Linked DNA regions of Sus scrofa: regions 1 and 3 are each linked to region 2. A link is a contact called in public HiChIP or PLAC-seq data. All regions are on one chromosome and are shown on one strand. Each heading gives the region's core, a stretch centred on a gene start, on an enhancer-like site or on the middle of the called end of the contact. The rest is flanking DNA. Distances are from core to core; before and after follow the strand shown.

Region 1 (4,058 bases), core at 702-3,201, 290 kb before region 2:
TGGCATTGCTGTGAGGTGCAGTGTAGGTTGCAGACACGGCTTGAATTCCAAGTTGCTGTGGCTGTGGCTCCACTTTGACCCCTAGTCTAGGAATGTCCAAATGTGGCAGGCATGGCCCTAAAAAAGGAAAGGGGAAAGGAAAGGAAAGGAAAGGAAAGGAAAGGAAAAGAAAGAAAAGGTCTTCATTGGATGGTGATGATATTTGAGCTTTGAGGTGCAGGCATGCAAGGTTCTGGGGACAGAGATTTCCAGGCTGAGAACAAGACCCTAAGACAGAACTGAACATGGCACATTTGAGCGTCAGAAAAAAGGTGTGGGCTGCCTACATACCACCTGAGTGCAGAGATGGGCTTTTATGACAACCCTGAGGGGATGTCATAAGCAGTAATTTAAAGGAGTACTTTATTCTAGTTAGAGTGGGGAGTCATGGAAAGTTTTTAAGCAGGGCAGTGATATGATTTGATTGATTTGTTTATTTTTCTTTTCTTTTATTGATTGATTGATTGATTTTTTTCGATTTAGGGTCACATCTGAAGCATATGGAAGTTCCCTGCTGGGGTCGAATTGCAGCTGTAGCTGTCAGCCTACACCACAGCCATACCAATACCTGGATCCAAGCTGCATCTGCGACTTATGTCACAGCTTACAGCAATGCTGGGTCCTTAAGGCATTGAGCGAGGCCAGGGATCAAAGCTACATCCTCAGGGACACTATGTTGGGTTTTTAATCTGCTAAGCCACAAAGGGAACTCCTGATTAATTTTTAAAATCATCACTCTAGATGTTGTCTTCAAATGAGAGGTGATGATGTTTGGACTAAGGTCGTAGTGGTGAAAACAGAAATGCAGATGGGTTTGAGAAATGTTTTGAAAGTGAAGGTAAGAGGACTTACTGATAGATTAAATGGCAGTGTAGCAGGGAAGAGAGGAACTGAGGATAAGGCCTTGACTTTTTTTTTTTAAATTTAATTTTTATTTTATATTTGAGTATAGTTGATTTACAATGTTGTAATAGTTTCAAGTGTACAGCAAAATGATTTAGTTATACATATATACATATATCCATTCTTTTTCAAAATCTTTTCCCATATAGATTACTACAGAATATTGAATAGAGTTCCCTGTGCTATACAGTAGGTCCTTGCTGATTATCTATTTTATATATAGTAGTGTGTATATGCTAATCCCAAACTCCTAATTTATTCCCCACCCACCTTTCCCCTTTGGTAATTTGTTTTTGAACTCTGTGAGTCTGTTTCTGCTTTGTAAGCTAGTTCATTCATATCATTTTTTTAGATTTCCCAGATAAGGGATATCATATTTGTCTTTCTCTGTTCAACTTACTTCACTTAATATGATAATCTCTATGTCCATCCATGTTGCTACAAATGGTATTATTTCATTCTGTTTTATGGCTTAGTATCATTGCATTTTATACACATACACCCCCCCCATGTCTTCTTTATCCTTTCCTCTGTTGATGGACATTTGGTTTGCTTCCATGTCTTGGATATCATAAATAGTTCTGCAATGAGCATAGGGGTGCATGTATCTTTTTTTTTCCATTTTTTTTATTACTCAAATGAATGTGAAATCAGATTGTTATGATCATTATACAACTACAGATGTGATAAAGGCCTTGACTTTTGATTGGAGCAACTAGGTAGATAGTGGTAACTTTTACCAAATTGAGGAAGCCTTGGGGATGAGCTGGTTCACTGAGGGAGTATCAAGGGCTCTGTTTTGGCCAGATAATGCTGGAGAAATCTTTATTTCCAAGTGGGGGAATTCACTGCTAATGATATCATCCACTTTTATATTATGTACTTAAATTTTTTTTATTTGTATCACTGATGGATTGATTTTATGGGCAGATGGGGAGAGCTGGACCAGGAGACATGAGTGAAGAGAGGAGGCGGTGTGAGAATGTGGAGGATATGGCACTCATCCATGTGACTGTGGGTTTGACTGGCCCTGCCACGTGCCCTGAGAAGTTCACTCCCATTTCCTCTCCCTCGCCTTCCCCAGACCATTTTGCTGGGAACCAAAATGAGGCATTTCCCAGAAGCAAAATAGCAATTGACTTAAACTTTCTTTCTTTAATGATCCTCATTTGTCTTTGAAACTCTATCACACTTCTCCGTTTATTTATCATTCCAGGTGTCGCACTGGGGCTTCATAATCTATGAACTCCTGAGTCCACTGAGTTCTAGGAACTATGGAACAGTTAGCACAGTATGTATTTCTTTGATATTTGTATTTCAATAAATATAAATAATTCAAATGTTTAAGTTAAAAATGTTTTTTTAAAAAATGATAAAGTAACATTGAAGACACATCTGTTATTTGTTGTTTTTCATATACTTAATTGCCAGCTGAATTTTGATTTTCAGAGGAATTCTTATTAAAATTAGTAGATAAGGGAGTTCCTGTCTTGGCACAGTGGAAACAATCTGACTACTATCCACAAAGAAGCAGGTTTGATACTTGGCCTCAGTGGGTTAAACATCCAGTTTGCCATGAGCTGTGGTGTACGTTGTAGACATGACTTGGATCCAGTGTTGCTGCAGCTGTGGTGTAGGCGACAGCTGTATCTCCAATTCGACCCCTAGCCTGGGAACTTCCACATGCCTAGATGCGGCCTTAAAAAAAAAAAATTAAAAATAATGAAATAAAATTGGTAGATAATATTTAAGCCAATGACTATTATATTTTTTAACTTTTAGTTTTAAAATCGATGAATAGGAAACTGTACAGAGTGGTCCATTCTACACTTCACCTGGTAGCAACTATTATTTTTTTTTTTTTAAATCTTAATATAATTGCCCTTAATTAATTTGAAAGGGCAAAGATTACAACTAATTGGATTTTTGATGAAAAATATATATATTTGCATTTCTATTGTATGTGCATGGGGAGTGAATTATTGCATCAGAGGGTATGTATATGTTAATTATTCAATTTTAATTATAATAGTAACACACATTCACCATGTAACATTGTAATAATACAATAGCCAAAATATTAAAATACTATAATCTGAGAACTGAGATATAAGCAATGTAAGATTTTATGTATAAACATTTCCTGTGTGAGTGAGGGAAGTGTGTTCTAGGAAGAGAAATGAGCTTGTATAAAAGTCCAGTGCCACAAAGACAGGAGTTTCCATCGTGGCTCAGCAGTAATGAACCTGACTAGTATTCATGAGGGCTCAGGTTCAATCTCTGGCCTCACCCATTGGGTTAAGGATCTGACATTGCCATGAGTTGGCGTAGGTCACAGACAGGCTCAGATCTGGCGTTGCTGTTGCTGTGGTGTAGGCCTGCCGGCCGCTGCAGCTCCAATTTGATTCCTAGCCTGGGAACTTCCATATGCCATGGGTGGGGTGGGGGGTGGGGGGACTGAAAAAAAACAAAGAACAACAACAACAAAATAATGTGTCTTTTTTTTTTTTTTTTTTTTTTTTTTTTTGTCTTTTTGTCTTTTTGCCATTTCTAAGGCTGCTCCTGCGGCATATAGAGGTTCCTAGGCTAGGGATCTAATCGGAGCTGTAGCCGCTGGCCTACACCACAGCCACAGCAATGCGGGATCCGAGCCGCGTCTGTAACCTAAACCACAGTTCACGGCAACGCCGGATCCTTAACCCACTGATGGAGGCCAGGGATGGAACCCACAAGCTCATGGTTCTTAGTTGGATTCGTTAACCACTGCGCCACGAAGGAAACTCCCAATAATGTGTCACTTTTTAAAACTAAGAGATGTTCAGTACAATTGGATCTTAGACTATGAGCAGGCTGTAAGGGAGAAGACCATGCAACTCTTGTTAGGGGCTTGTTAATGGAGGGTGTTCTAACTCCCTAAATTAAATTTAGTCTTTATCAACAGAACAGCCATCACAGAATTTTTTAGGGTGAGGAACTATACAATCATTTTGCGTTTTAGAAAAATCATTTCTAAAGACGAACAAACAAAAGAAGATTTCTGCCTGGAGTATGGTGAGTGGGGTAAGGTGGAGCAAGATTTTCTCATCCTCCAGACAAGGGATAGTGGGTAGGTGGAC
Region 2 (4,184 bases), core at 1,490-3,989:
ATTTTTCAGCACCGTTATAGAAAAGTCCATCATTTTCCAATCTCTGTCATAAATCAAGATAAGTACATGTAAGTGTTTGTTTCTGGACTCTATTTTATTTCCTCATTGACCAATATGTTTATATATGTATACCTGTGCCATACCGTCCTAATTACTATAGTTATTAGTATAGTATATGTTTATATTGCTATATATAACTACTTAATTATTATAAAAATTTTGATAGATGGAAAGGCAAATCCCCTCAAATTACTGTTTTTCTTTAGGAATGCTTTAGCTCTTCTTAATTCTTTCATATACATCTTAGAATCAGCTTGTCAATATGAGAATTTTGAATGAAAATGTATAGAATTAATAGATCAGTTTGGGTAGGGGTAGTCGATGCATCTTGAAAATAGCAGATCTTACATTTCTGTGAACTCAATGTGGTTCATAAATTGAAGTCTTTAAATAAAATTACATCTTTCTCTTCTTGTATATTATTTGTTAAATTTATTTCTAGAGACTTTTGTATATGGATGCTATTGTAAACAGTGTCTTTAAAACTGCATTTTCTGATCTTTGTACATTATTTTTGTATTCATTAGCCTTCCACTTATGCATTTGTAAATTATTTTAAATTTTCCACACAGACAATTGTGTCATCTGCTGTGAGTGACAGTTTTGTCCTTTTCTAGCCTTCCTGTATTAGTAAAATTTTCAGTAGAAGCTTGAATGGAAGTGATCATAGCAGGTTCTCTTGCTCTCAATAAACCTCATAAACATTTCACCAATTCATTTATCTTTTGTCTTTTATTTTATTTTTTTTAGGGCCGCACCAGCGGCACATGGAGGTTCCTGGGCTAGGGGTCTAATCCGAGCTGTAGCCACCGGCCTATACCACAGTCACAGCAATGCCAGATCTGGGCCACGTCTGCGACCTACACCACAACTCACTGCAACACTGGATCCTTAACCCACTAAGAAGGCCAGGGATCGAACCCGCAACTTCACGGTTCCTAGTTGAATTCGTTTCTGATGCACCACCTAGTTGGATTCCTTTCTGATGCACCACGATGGGAACTCCCCACCAATTCATTTATTATAGATGTTTAACAGCTTTATGTGGTTAAGGAAGTAAACTGCTATTAATGAGTTCTTCAGTTTTGTTTTTAAACCACAAGTTAATATTGAATTACCTTCTTTTCAAATCCTGGAATTTCCACTCTGAGTTCAAATTAAGGTGAGATGGTTATGTCTGAGCCTAATGAACACTGAGGAATCCTGGAAATGCAGGTAGAGCCCTGTGGTCTAGGAACAGCAGTTGGCAATGTCAGGATTAATTAAATAGGACACAGTACTTTCTTGTGATTTGAACAAAGTATACTCTCCCTTTCCAATAATAAGTGAGATCTTAATGAGATTCTAAAAGCAAAATGAACAAACAAAAATAGACCAAAAAGATTGCCAGAGAGATAATGCTCAACAAGATATTGTAAATAGTCTTTCGTGGGAGCTTGGAAGATACTTGTGTAGGTTCCCAAACCTAACACAGAACACATGGAGTTCCTGTCGTGGCTCAGGGGAAACTAATCTGACTCTCATCCATGAGGACGCAGGTTCAATCCCTGGCCTTGTTCAGTGGACTAAGGATCCAGCGTTACTGTGGTTGTGGCTGTGGTGTAGGCTGACAGCTGTAGCTCTGATTCAGCAAGGAACCTTGTACATAGTACATATTACATACATATTAATAATGTGTTCTGATTGGCTTATGGCTACAAAGGTCCTACCTTACATTGTAACTGACATTATTTATGGTCGATGGTAGAAAATTGTGGTAGTAGATACAGAACATTGTATTCTAAGTATACGGTTAGTGTGATATCTGAGACAAATTTAGTTTGAAATACATATGTTTTGTAGTTGTTTTTGAAAGCTCACTCAGTAACATTAAATTACCTTAGAATTTTATTTTATTTTATTTTATTTATTTTATTTATGTTATGTTATGTTATGTTATTTTTGTCTTTTTGCTTTTTCTAGGGCCACTCCAGGGGCATATGGAGGTTCCCAGGCTAGGGGGTCTAATCGGAGCTGTAGCTGCTGGCCTACGCCAGAGCCACAGCAACGTGGGATCTGAACCGTGTCTGCAACCTACGCCACAGCTCACGGCAATGCCGGATCCTTAACGCACTGAGCAAGGCCAGGGATCAAACCCACAACCTCGTGGTTCCTAGTCAGATTCGTTAACCACTGCGCCACGACAGGAACTCCTACCTTAGAATTTTAAATAAATCAATTTTTAAAGGCAGTGCTTCCACTTTTAGTCATTCAAATAGTCTCCTTTTAGAGTCACAGTGAAAGAACATTAATTTGTTTGGCTCTTGAAAATGTATGGGTGATGATCATTATCAAAAAGAGAAAGACAGGTACAGTACATGCCAAAGTATCTTGAGGCAAACATTTTTCTTCGTAAATAGATTCCTATTTAAACAAAAGCTCTGCTCTAGATTTGAATTACAACTATGCCTTTTATGTAATGAGACCTGTTACCTCTATCAGACATGTGAGTGATTATAATGTCTGTAAGTTGTCTTTTGCAGATCAAAACATAGGTATATTACTAGGAAAAAATTAAGCAAAATGTCCTCCCTCCTCTTCCTCCTTTGGAGGAAATCCTTGAACTCCAACACAGTGTGGCTGAAGGTTCAACTTCCCCCACAGCTGATAAAGCATTGGGTAGAAAAGGAATAATGAGAGCAGACTCTGTGACAAGGATTGCAGAGCACATCTGCAGTGGGGAAGTACAGGGAAGGCCAGCAGAGAAGTATACAGAAACAATATCAAAATGAGAAGAGCACTAGTAAAGGACACTGTTAAGCCGCCTGCCACCCTGGGACATCCCCTGAACTCCTGCGGAAGGTTCTACTGTAAGTGGCTATGAGTGATGCAGCTCCATGGCCATCAAAGACAACAAGCCTCTGATTCAGGGGCCCAACAAATCACATGCACGACCAACAGAAATAATTCCACATCTTGTCACCTCACAGTAAAACAATAGAACGCAGAGGACAAAGATGAGCTCTTCAATCAGTGTAACCTTCCATGAGTCAATGCTGAGTGGTATATATAACACAGTTCACCCCAATATTAAGTCCATATAAAACTGAATTGATCTGATTGGGGTTTTGTTTTGTTTGTAAAATAATCGCAATGACCAGGGGTTTTCAGAGTTCAGTAAAAATTTAGTCAGTAGAAAGCAGGTTTTAAAAAGAAAACTAATAATTAAAAGTTTGTTGGAGTTCCCATTGTGGCACAGTGGAAACAAACCCAGCTAGTATCCTTGAAGATGTGGGTTGGATCCCTGGCCTTGCTCAGTGGATTAAGGATCCAGCACTGCCATAAGCTGCAGTATAGGTGGCAGATGCAGCTCAGATCTGGTGTTGCTATGGCTGTGGAATAGGCCAGCAGCTTCATCTCTGATTAGACCCCTAGCCCGGGAACTTCCATATGCTGCAAGGGTGGCCCTAAAAGGAAAAAAAAAAACAAAATAAAACACCCTTTTTTTTTGCATTAGTCATAAAATTCATATTAAGTTGCTCTCTCTATTTGCATAGGACAAGAGTAGAAACAAAGGTTCATAGGTTATCTGTTGAATGATTTGACTAAGTTTAGCTTCCTTACTTTAGTGACCTAATTCTATATACGTAATGGTGATCATTTTGGCATTCTCACCTTTATTTTTCTTTTTAAGATCAAGTGAATATTCACTCTATAATCTCCTAGAGACACTGGGGAATATTAGGCCTGTTTTGCCCTCGGTCATGATCTTCTCCTGTTTGTATGGTACTATAGAGAAGCTGTACACAATTCGTTTATATGCAGGTCCTGGTGCAGACATGCGTGCTCAACTCAGAGATCGGACCCTTATTAGCCATGTGACCTGGAGCAAATGACTTAACGGCTTACACTTTAGGTTTTCTCACTTCATCCCTAGAAAACTATGTTCTAGAATATCGAATCACTTCTTGGTTCTCTGCAAACACAATTTCTGTTTGAGCTCAGGGTCTTACAGATGCTCTTCCCTCTAACTGGTACATCTTTCATCTTATCACCTCCTACTTATGTTCATCTGGTGACTTCTTACTTATTCCCTGGCTCTTAGTTTGTACATCCCCTGCTATAGGAGGGTTTTCTTGGGCCTT
Region 3 (4,595 bases), core at 855-3,354, 270 kb before region 2:
CTAAGGTCCGTGTTTCGATCTGCCTGGACAGCTTTCTCTCCTGCATGGGCTTTAGGTGCCTCAGAATCAACATGTTTGAAACAAAGCTCATGAATAGCAGAATGAGGTTTTAAATTCTTTTTCCTCCTGGGATTGAGTTCATACAGGCTGAGGTGACAAAAGGACCCAGACCAGAAGATGGTTACTCTGAGTAGTGTAAAAGATTGGATTACCCTGCAGGTAGCACTTCCCTCCAGCATAGCTCCCTGTCTTCCTTCACTCCTCTGTGATTCATCCTGGAGAGAGTTGGAAATGAAGGGCTGATAATGGGCTCAGAAGGGAGAGAAGCATGAGAAGTCCTGAGAAAGGGGTATTAAAGTGGCTTTGGGGTAGGAGAAAACAGTAGGAGGAAGGGTGTGAGTGTCCTCAACTGACTTTAATGGGATGACCAACTACGTGACCTGAAGGTCAACAACTGTAATGTTGCTACACTATGAGAATGTGTGACCAAGGCCATGGAGGAGGGCCCAGAAACCACTTTGGACTCCCAATCTCTACTCACCTTATATTTTCTTTGTGATTTTTTTCAGCTACTTGCCAGACTAATATTTAGGCCATATGGCATAAGGAGGTGCTGTTCCCACTTGTCCTCAACAGGGACACAGTTCTGGGGGCTCCACATGTATTCAGTTTACCGACTCTATAAGCACATGTTAAATATCAAACTCCTGAACAGAATTCTGAGAGCCACTGAGAAGACAATTCCTTCTGTCACGGAGCTCCACTGTGGTTGAGACAGAGAGGTTGACAGGCAAGCCTGGCGACCAGCCCTGAGGAGTGTACCAAGAAGTTAAAATAACTAATCAACCCAAACTCCACCTAGTAAAGTGCTGAGAGCATAGAAAACAAAAACAAAAACAAAAGCAAAAACCTAATCAAGACAAAGGGAAAGTATTGTATATTACGTTCAGCCCTCTATGTGGAGTGTTGGACTTGGGAAAAGTGTTGTGGAAAGGAATTTTGAAAGAAGAGATGAAGACCTGAGATTTGAAAATATTTGTGGTGATTATTTTACATTTTATGTTTTTGGAACAAATTCTTTTTCTACTTATATATTTTTTTCTTCTCATAACTTTCATAGTACAGTGCTTTGAGCCCAGTAAGTACATAACAAATTGGAGAATATTTTGGGAAGGAGCTGGGGTACAGTTTCAAGGGTTAAGGTTCCAGAGGAGACATCTGTATCCAGGGTGTAAACATATGTTTCTTTCAAATATAATGTATTGGAAAGTTAATGGGATACCATTTTAATTAAAACCACTTAATCATAGCATAGAACAATGGGGTAGATGGTTAAGAAAGAGGAAAATTATGGTTTTGTCTTTCTTGAATCTTTGAAAAATCTACATGAAGTAGACCCACTATTTGATGGTTTGGGAAACTAACTCTTCACACTTGACATTTGTCAAGATAATGAATTTGCTTGGTTTTAAGAAAATCTTTCTTTTATTTGTTGCCAATGGAAAGAGCAAATTGACATTTGTTCATCGAAGAGTTTCTAAGTGCTTGAAGAACTTCAATGGTAGGAATTCATTTCTAAACTTGCATTTATCACCTAAGAAATGTCTTATTGCTCATGAATTAATAAGTTGATGGCTATTGTCATTTCCTGGTAAGGAAGAGACTGCATATGAGATACTGTTCATCACGTGTCTTGAGATGTGTTTCCAAAGGTGTGAAGTTTACATTAAATATATGGGAACAAATTCCACTGAATTCAGTAGAGAGGAATCTCCATCCTAGAATAAGGCTGTGGAGTTGGATGGTGGTCCCCTCATTTCCTGTTATGCTTAACCTCTAGTGGTAATTTCCTTTTCCTTCTCCCATGCATAGACTCAGGATTTGCTGCTTCATCTTCTGTAGTTACTTGTCAGGCTATGACTCAAGACACTGAAATATTAGCCAAGTGAAATGTTGCACAATTCAGGCTGCTCACTCATGGCACATATAATTTGGATTATAATGATTTGTAGCTTCAGATCTGGCAGCCTTGAGTCCATGAAGAAAAGCAAAAATGAAGCAAGAGATGAAACAGTCTGACCTTGCCTGCAAAGTACAACAGGATGCCAGTAGACTCAAGGTCACGCTACCCCCCTACACCCAAACCCTGCCCTTTATTGAAAGGGCAGGTCCATGACAAATTCATGCAAATACTACATGGAAAATTTTTCTTGAAGGCAATTTCTTTGTGCCAAATATTTCCTGGTTTCCTTTTGGTCTAGACTATGGATGCTACTGGCCTACTTTGGAGTCTAGCTCTTCCAATTTTCCTCTGAATTAGAGTCAAGGAGTATTTATTTCACAGAAAGGCCAAGGTCCTACTGGCAGGGCTGGACGTGAGACAGGCTGGGGGCAGGGTGAGAGCATCAGGAGGTTTCACCGACTTTCTGTTTCTTTCTCAATCACCCCTCCCATCTCAAAGCACCTAGGGTTCACTAAAGATATATAAAGCATCATCTAAACCTGGGGACAGAGGTGCCTGGCCCTTGATGGTGAATCCACATCACTTTATTCAAGATCCAGCTTAAAAAAACTCTCTCCTTGTGACTAATAGAATATGAACACTGAATATCCAGAAAAAGTAAATATTCTACAACAGGAGGATTACAGTCCTTTATTCCTATTGGAGCCCTTTGTTGGTCAGCAAACATTTCCCAGTGTCACTTAGTTCTACCTGCCATACTGAAGGAACACCCTGCCTCTTGGGAACTCTGCCCTCCCCATGCACTGTTCTCTACTGGGTGGCTCCATTTCCCCTTTAGCTTTTGGGTGTCTAGTTTTACCCATCCACGCAGCTCTTGTGGCAGAGGATGCTTGCTCAGGAGTTCGTCCTCATGGACTGATTGGTGAAGGTGGTTCTTTAGATATTGACCAAGCATTTAGAAATGAAGTGTTAAAAAATGCATTTCTCATACATATCCCTTCCCAATGTCCTAGTCTGGTGAGGCATTCTCTGTGCTCACATGACTGAGTGTAGATTCCAAGTAGGGGGTCTCAGAGATCAGCTCTGGGACCACTTTTATTGCCTTCACCTCGTTTCTCTGGAAAACACTGTACCATGCAATGACCAAAGAAAGTCTGCCTGTCCTGGGGTAAGTTGTGTTAAATTATCTTAAGTGAAGGTGGAGAGAGATAGCCTTTATGAGTGGAAGGGATCTAAAAGATAATACATTCCAACTCTCTCAATTTTCTGATGAGCAAAAAAATTTCAGAGAGGTTACTCTTTCAAAGTTACTCGGTGGTGGCGGGCAGGTCCCTAACTTCCAGTTCTGGGCGCTGTTAATTATACCATGACGTCTACTGTGTTATCATTGTTACAAGGGCCATGGTAAAGTTCACTCAATCCAACAAATGGCTATTGACTCTTCACCATGTATGGCTCCAGCTCATTGTGTTAGGCACAGACCTGTGTGCTGGGTGTACCCACAGAGACCCTGCTCTCCTGGAACTCACACTTAAATGGAGACTAAATTGCAAGAAAAACACTACTTGTGTGATGGTTATGACCTTTAGTTGTTATACTGTGCATTGAGATCATTGTCACGAAACATGGTTGGTCTTAAAGTTGTTCTACAAAGGTTTGAACATGTCTCTCTTCTGTGACATTCCCAATTTAAAGCAATTGAAGACACTCCAGTTGTCTGAATGCCTAGGGTTAGCTCTCTTGTTCTCAGGTTCTGAAGTTGTGGTCACAACAATGGTAGCAGGAGGCTACTTAGAAGGCCTGATAGAACAGCAGTGATTGGAAGAACAACTGCAGAAAACCAAAGTGGAAACGGACCCAAAGCAACTGGGAAAATTTTTGTTTTACATCAAATACTGGTTTTTCTTTACTAAAAGGTTATATCAAGTCAGAGATTGCTCTATTTCTGTATAAAAATTCCTCTTTGACAAAAAAAATACCTTATTAAATCTAAATAAAGCAGGAGGGGGTGGGGAGCAGGAAAGACTCTAGCACTGTGGCCGCAGGAAGGTGATAAGGCCTCTCCCTGATCTGGGTAAAAAGCCCTCAAACCCTCCATCTCCTGTGGTTTTGATTCCAAACTTTTTTTTTTTTTTTTTGTCAATTTGCCATTTCTTGGTCCACTCTTGTGGCATATGGAGGTTCCCAGGCTAGGGGTCGAATCAGAGCTGTAGCCACTGGCCTGCGCCAGAGCCACAGCAACGCGGGATCTGAGCCGTGTCTGCGAGCCACACCACAGTTCACAGCAACGCCGGATCCCCAACCCACTGAGCAAGGCCAGGGACTGAAACCGCAACCTCATGGTTCCTAGTCGGATTCATTAACCACTGCGCCATGACAGGAACTCCTGATTCCAAACATTTTTTTAAGGCTGCACCTACAGCATATGGAAGTTCCCAGGCTAGGGGTCGAATCAGAGCTGCAGCTGCTGGCCTACACCACAGCCACAGCAATGCCAGATCTGAGCCGCATCTGCAACCTGTACCACAGCTCACCACACTGCCGGATCCTTAACCCACTGAGTGGGGCCAGGGATCGAATCTGAGTCCTCATGGATACTGGTTGGGTTAGGGTTCATTATAGCTGAGACACA

Evidence for each region. HiChIP or PLAC-seq counts read pairs in DNA pulled down with a chosen protein or histone mark.
Region 1: an H3K27ac HiChIP or PLAC-seq map of alveolar macrophages shows a contact between it and region 2. The contact joins two enhancer-like sites. A contact is called at or near these places in 2 of 5 promoter capture datasets (fetal skeletal muscle and liver), 2 of 47 Hi-C or Micro-C datasets (liver and mesenteric adipose tissue) and 1 of 2 datasets of contacts at active chromatin or transcription factors (alveolar macrophages).
Region 3: a contact with region 2 is called in an H3K27ac HiChIP or PLAC-seq map of alveolar macrophages, with 6 times the contacts expected there. The contact joins two enhancer-like sites. A contact is called at or near these places in 1 of 47 Hi-C or Micro-C datasets (embryonic fibroblasts) and 1 of 2 datasets of contacts at active chromatin or transcription factors (alveolar macrophages).

The regions. Positions count from the first base shown.
Region 1 is chr8:69,878,085-69,882,142 of Sscrofa11.1, forward strand. It overlaps LOC106504690 (a long non-coding RNA gene), which reads left to right. Exons shown (of 3, transcript XR_002346496.1): 3 at 2,159-2,463. Among named protein-coding and RNA genes, the nearest start is that of RASSF6, 48 kb to the left of the region's middle. Within about 2 kb of position 1,952, at least 1 of the 83 cell types and tissues checked has an H3K27ac peak or open chromatin away from gene starts, as enhancers often do. A contact at or near this core is called in alveolar macrophages, where this site is marked.
Region 2 is chr8:70,166,607-70,170,790 of Sscrofa11.1, forward strand. No RefSeq gene overlaps it. Among named protein-coding and RNA genes, the nearest start is that of MTHFD2L, 11 kb to the right of the region's middle. Within about 2 kb of position 2,740, at least 2 of the 83 cell types and tissues checked have an H3K27ac peak or open chromatin away from gene starts, as enhancers often do. A contact at or near this core is called in alveolar macrophages, where this site is marked.
Region 3 is chr8:69,894,962-69,899,556 of Sscrofa11.1, forward strand. No RefSeq gene overlaps it. Among named protein-coding and RNA genes, the nearest start is that of CXCL8, 35 kb to the right of the region's middle. Within about 2 kb of position 2,105, at least 7 of the 83 cell types and tissues checked have an H3K27ac peak or open chromatin away from gene starts, as enhancers often do. A contact at or near this core is called in alveolar macrophages, where this site is marked.